2 separate regions of the Mus musculus genome follow, and region 1 is linked to region 2. The links are chromatin contacts, called in public promoter capture Hi-C maps. All regions are on one chromosome and are shown on one strand. The core of a region is the stretch at or near the end of the contact, and the rest is flanking DNA. Distances in the headings are between cores, read along the strand shown. Region 1 holds the start of Slitrk1 (SLIT and NTRK-like family, member 1). Region 2 has its middle 49 kb from the start of Gm41241.

Region 1 (3,037 bases), core at 82-2,581, 2.3 Mb after region 2:
GCTTTCGAAAAGACTTGATCTTGTTGTTGTTGATGTGCAGCCGTTTCACCAGCTGCAGCCCCAGAAATGCCCCCGGAACGATCTCATGCAAGCCATTGTTTTCCATATGCAAACTAACCGCATTATAAAAGTTAGCGAACTCATTAGGGAAAAGTCGAGTGAGGGAATTGCCATGCAGAAATAAATGGTAAAACTGGGAAGTCGGGGCGGTGAAGCGCTGCAGACTTGTGAAGCCCTTTTTTTCACAGTCTACGTGTAAGTCCCCTTCTATCTCATTGCAAGAACAGATCTTCTCTTTACAAACGTCCCCTGTAACGTTTCCAGCGGCAAAACAAAGAGACGTCTCCAGCAACAGAATCCAAAGCAGCATTTTTAAAGCGAGCAATTCATCCCAGATCTCATCACAAAGTAACAGCAACCATCCTGCTCGCCACAGACACAATTCAAGTTCATTTAGTGCTCCAATGTCCGATCCCAGAGAAAGAGAAAAGAAGGGTTTGGGGGGGTGGGGGTGGATTCCTTCCTCCCTAACCCCCCCGTACTGCAATAGCCCAGACGCCAGTCAATAATTATATCCACAAACTATCCAGGCACATAGTGCAAGGCAAGCAGAAAAGAGAGGGGGGTGGAAAGTAGAGGAAAGAGAGAGAGAGAGAGAGAAAGCAAACTACTCCCCCTCAACCCTTTAAAAATAACCAAAATAAGTTAAATATATACCTGTACAATTAAAAGGAAACGCACCCTTACAGAATCATGTTTAGAGGTTCTCACTAACCAGCAAGGGAACAATGCTAGCAATTAGAAGCAAGTGCATGTTAGAAACAAGCAGGTTTGCAGCGTAGTACAGGCGCACTGCCTGTGATGGCTGTGCGTCGGACTGACCTTGCCTCTCGGATACAAAGCAGGGCTTTCGGCGGCTTCAGTGGTCCAGGCAGCTGGTGGAGTTCTTGTCTCGGTTGCGGGTTGCCCAGAAGTACCCCCGAGGTGCTGTCCAGTGCCCCCGGTGCTGAAATCACGCCCGCCCAAAAGACTCACTGCCCAGCCAATGGCGCTGGAAAATTTCCGCAATCACTGCGTTTTGTGGATGTCCATCCTGTTCCTTTGCTCCCCTTTGGTCGTCTTCAGCCCTTTTTTTCTGTGCTCCGGCCGGCGCTTACTAGCTCTTCTTTGCTTGTTCTCCTTCTCTTTCTTCTGCTCTTTCGGAATTACGTGAGGGGGGAGGAGAGAGGGGGAGCGAGTTGTCTGAGGGAGGAAGAGAGCGCGAGAAAGGGGAGGAGGGGGGGAGTTGCTAAGAAGCTCTGCTGGTTCCAGCCTGGTGCACTCTGAAAGATCTGACACCCTCTGCTGATCTGCAGTAGCAAAAATCCATCTGGTGAGGGAATGCTGAAAGAAAGAAAGAAAGAAAAAAAAAAAATCCACGTTTAGGGCAAGCGTTGAAAACGTGGGTATTAAAGGCTGTCGATCTACATAGAAGCTTATTTTAAATTGATTATTTAATGTTTTTTGCGTGCTAGAAACTTTACCCTTTCCTTTCCTTAAAGACCTCACAGCCCCCGCGAGCTCTAGCGTTCCGAAAGTATGGCTTTTAAAACATTTATTTCCCAATGGCTTGAATAAAATTAGTGTCAGGGTGTCAAGCGAACGGCAATTTGAGGTAATTATATTGCACGCCATTTTCATCGGTGCTTTAAACGTGTTTCTGCCTTCTCTGCGGTACAGCGTTTTATATCGTTTGATGCCTTTGGAACCTCTACTTTATTTTTGCACCCAGAAAGTGGCTAGTCTGGAAAAAATATATACATATATATATATATATATATATATATATATATATATATATATATATATATATTACATATATTACATAATATCACAATTTGGTAGAGAATATTTATTTCCAGGTATACAACTGAGGTATATACTTTTCCATTTTAAAGTTGTTATAAAATTTCAGTCAATTTGGTGATAGAGTTGAGTTTTTCTGATGGCATTTCTTCAATGTTATTTAAGACTGCAGGACGAAAACACAATGCATGCTTAAATTCTTTGATTTCAGACTAGAAATCTTACCATGACATTCTGAAAATGAGGGAAGGGGATGAGGCAAAATTTTGGAGGCTTTTAAAAACAGTTTGGTAAACAGGTACTAAGCCACCACACATGCATAGTGTCACACACACACAGAGGCGCGCGCTCGCACACACACACACACACACACACACACACACACACACACCTGACAATGTTTCCATACCAGATTTGAGGAATTTAAAATACATACAAGTAAGTAACAAATTGCATTTTGAGAGGAAAGAGTAGAAATCCTGGTCTGTAAGTCTGGGTAGCTGTATCCCCTCTCCAGCTCACTCAGGGTCCAAGAGGCTAGGGAGAGAAATGCTCTGAGATTTTTTTAAGGAGAGAATGTTCAAGTTACCCAGACCAAAAACTCAAAAAATGCAATGCCTTCATTTTTCTTTAAGATTCAGTTTTTTCATGGTTTCAGTTTCACAGACTTTTAACAGAGGTGACATTTTTTTTTTCCATTTAAAAAATTACAAATCATATTAAGCATCTTTTCTCCCCTTTTTCTTTTTCTTTAATTAATTAATTTGTTTAGTTTTTAGACTAGGTTTCTCTGTGTATCCCTGGCTGTCCTGAAATTTCTCTGTACAGCTTGGACTTGAACTCAGAGACCTGCCTGTCTCTGCCACCTGATTGTTGGGATTAAAGGTTGAAGGCCTGGGCTGCCATCTTTCCTTAAGCTGAAGCAAAGGAGACTTGATGACATTTCCCTTTCAAGCAAGTCTTAGGCAACCTTACCAACTATACATACTTGCTAATAATTTGTATAAAATCAAATATGCAATCAAGTTTGCAGTGTGGGAAGATTGAGGAATGAAAAGTTGTTAGCAAACTAGAGTTGGGGACATGTCCAAGGCTTGCTATGCTGTAGGAATGCCTAAAGAGTACATCTACTTATGAGTGGATTGGGAAGCTTATTCTTAGTTAAGTGGGAAGAAATTCATGTGTCATGTAT
Region 2 (3,153 bases), core at 586-3,085:
CTGCGTCTTATTTACCTTTTCCTTCCATATACAACTGTCTTTTAGGTGTTCTCAAAATAGCGACTAGAAAGCTGTGCCTTGGCTCACAACCCAAAACAGACACCTGAATCAGCTTTAGCCAAATTTAATTAACTGCTTCATGCCGGGATATCGTGTTTGTGTATCAACTTCAGGCCATGAACTACTTTCAAATATTGTATTTAAATGTGTTAGTCTTAATGTGTCTGTTAGCATTTTGAATCATATTATCCTAATACATCAAACAGTCAGGTCATAAATTAGATGTTCAGACTACAAATGTATCGCACATGCATCATTGCATAAAAGCCCTAGAATGATTTGTGCCTTGTTCAAACATCTCTCCTTACTCTGATAATTTTAATAGATACAGTAACATACAAGTCTGACTCATCAAACCTCGCAGTGTTAATCCTTGCTATTTAAGCTACGTAATTTGAGCTATTCCTTACCTTAACTAATGGATTTTGCCTGGCAAACATGTCCAACCTTGACCCATAACAGTGTTGTGACAAAATGAACCAGTAGATGGCAGTAGTGATTAGCAAAAACTAAAGTTAAACTTTTCCCTAGGTCATTGAACAATAATCATATTATATCCAAAATTCCTCAATAATAGGAGATTACAAAGAATTTGCTTAACTACAACGGATCTTTATTCATTGAAAGATTAAACTGATTAGATAAACCTGATTGCAACAACTTTGAATAATACTTTGAGGCGACTTTGCATACGCTGGATCAAAAGTTACACTTTTAGGATATTGCTACTGTTGTCTCTGTTTTTATAGTTATACAGTTCAAGCATCACATTAAAATTAATTTTATAAAGCACTTTAATTGAAACAGCAAGTTGGTGAATGTACACAGGCTTGTTAAAAGCAGAGCCAACCTATTCGGTATAACTATTAATGTTGCAAACTGCTGAACCACCTTCCAAACACTTAGCCGACTTTGCATTGTACTTGGGAGTTGCTGAGGTCTTGTTTGTTCATTTATTCATTTTGGTTATTTGGTCAGACAATCGCAGTGAGGAATGTCTGGTAGATCTTATGTCTCACAGAAGACAGCACTGCAGTTCACATTATAATTCTTAGGCAGCATGTATGGATAAATATAATTCCCAGAGATCAAATACTAAAGATTATAGAGATTATAATAAGTATGATAAGAATCATAAACCTACTTTGTATGGTTTGTCCACCAGTATCATTCATTTCAAAACTTGTTATGTTTTTTACAATAGTCAAACAGAAAGAAAGAATAGGGATTCTAGTGACGGAATTGGAATTGAAGAGAGAAGAGCTGATCAAAAAGACATCACGGTTTTTTGATGATGACTGCTTATCCTTCGGTGGCTCTGTCTCTCAGTGTTCTTAATACAACTGACTACATATAGTAAATAACTGTTGCTATGTTCGACAGTTTTCCTCTCTTAATAAACTGCAAACGTGTGGATCCCCTGCATGAAAGGATGCCATGGACATAGTCTACAGCTAGAGAAAAAATGGGAATATGAAAGCACCATGAACTGAACAGCTAAAACAATTCTGGCGAATCTGTTGCCTAATGAGAATAAATTGAATTGAGCAAAGCTCCAAGAGTATCCACTGGAGTAAAAGAAGGCTCTAAATTCTGTAGAAAGCCACTGGAGTGTGTCACACAAGCATCCAAAGAAAACAGGTGGTGATTTCAGATTTCCCAGGTGAGGTTATAATCAGGTTGCAATTGTGGGTCTCTCCAGTGTGAGAGCAAATATGGATTGTTCTTTATAGTCACGCTCGGCTGGTGTTCTGTTTGCCGCAGACGCTGCCTTTTCAAGCGACGTCTCCTCTACAGGCAGATAAATTCATCCCTTTTCCAAGGACATTTGTAATTGTCACAGTCTTTGCTGTTTCCTTTAACTGGGGTGAATCATCTGTTTAACTAAATAGTAAGAAAACACTTGCAGTTTCTTCCCTCTTCAACTGGCTGTAGCTCTCTGCCATGCTTTACGAAATGCCCCCTGCTAATCAAAGCCAACAGTGCATAATGGACTTTTTGTGAAAGCTGAAATGTATTTATTCCAAGTACAAAGCCTGCTAGCAGCCTGTGATTTAATCTCTGCTATTTGTTTTTCCTTATCAAGTGATTGACAGGAAGAGGCAGGCACAATCCATTTTTCTGATTAATACAGTGCCATGCACTTTGATTTCTTCTCATGAAGGTTACAAAGACTCAGCAATACCATCAGAAATAAAGAAGAAGGAGAAAATGTGTTTTGTTTTGTGAAGATATTTGAGTTTGTGAGGTGCAGGGGAGGGAATGTGGAGTTTGGAGTCAGAGACCAGGAAAGAGCTGCAACCGTCCAGGTGTTTTGCCCGAAGCTGGTGCTTTTCTAACCAGAAATCATTCTAGGAACCACTTTTCCCCACCGCCCTCCTTACCAGGCTAATATTTTTAATCAGTCTTCCTGTTGTATTTGGCAGCATTTTCTGTTTGTCTTGGAGTCGAGTAGCTGTGTACCGTACAATGTGTGTCATTATTAATCTGAAATATAATAAAATACAGTAATTCTTATGATTTTTTTCCGTTTCATCATTAAGAAAGTGAACATCTCAGCTTTTTGGAGCCCTTGGTTGGCACTGACAGCATATTTGAAGAGCTTGATGTATAAAAGAAATTCATTAATTATTGGTCGTGTTCTTGTATCTTTTTTTTCTACTTTAATAATTACGCTGCCAAACTTATATAAAAATAACTCATTATAAGAAGGAATTGTTCTGTTTTTCCATAAATGAAAGCAAGCTTCCATGGATTTGCTGTGAGTTCAAAACTATGTCTTTCTTTTCAAATGTTTTCCAAGAATATATGGATGACAAAACAATCGTGCAAATAATGTACTGGAAAAAAAAAGATACAAAATTCGGTATGTAAAGAAGACTCTGAGTAAAGATGATCAAAAAATGTTGTACAGAATTCTCAAAGAATCAATAATAATGAAAGAATATTTTTGAGAGAAGATATACATTTCAAAGAAGGCTATTTCTTTAACATGCTACTTTACTTATCACATGTAAGCAATGCCAATGATTTCAGAGTTTCCATAGAAACTATTCCAATCACACAATTATCATTTGATACATTTGGTATATG

What was found. Promoter capture Hi-C pulls out the DNA fragments that hold promoters and counts their contacts.
Region 1: a contact with region 2 is called in a promoter capture Hi-C map of hippocampal neurons, with 28 times the contacts expected there. The contact joins the promoter of Slitrk1 here to the enhancer-like site in region 2. A contact is called at or near these places in 3 of 39 promoter capture datasets (cranial neural crest, hippocampal neurons and second pharyngeal arch cranial neural crest), 6 of 484 Hi-C or Micro-C datasets (cerebellar granule neurons, cerebral cortex, cortical neurons and 2 more) and 8 of 115 datasets of contacts at active chromatin or transcription factors (VIP interneurons, astrocytes, embryonic basal ganglia and 5 more).

The regions. Positions count from the first base shown.
Region 1 is chr14:108,912,908-108,915,944 of GRCm38.p6, forward strand. It overlaps Slitrk1 (SLIT and NTRK-like family, member 1), which reads right to left and starts at 1,332. Exons shown (of 1, transcript NM_199065.2): 1 at 1-1,332. The coding sequence starts at 370.
Region 2 is chr14:106,606,731-106,609,883 of GRCm38.p6, forward strand. No RefSeq gene overlaps it. Among named protein-coding and RNA genes, the nearest start is that of Gm41241, 49 kb to the left of the region's middle. Within about 2 kb of position 1,836, at least 5 of the 459 cell types and tissues checked have an H3K27ac peak or open chromatin away from gene starts, as enhancers often do. A contact at or near this core is called in hippocampal neurons, where this site is marked.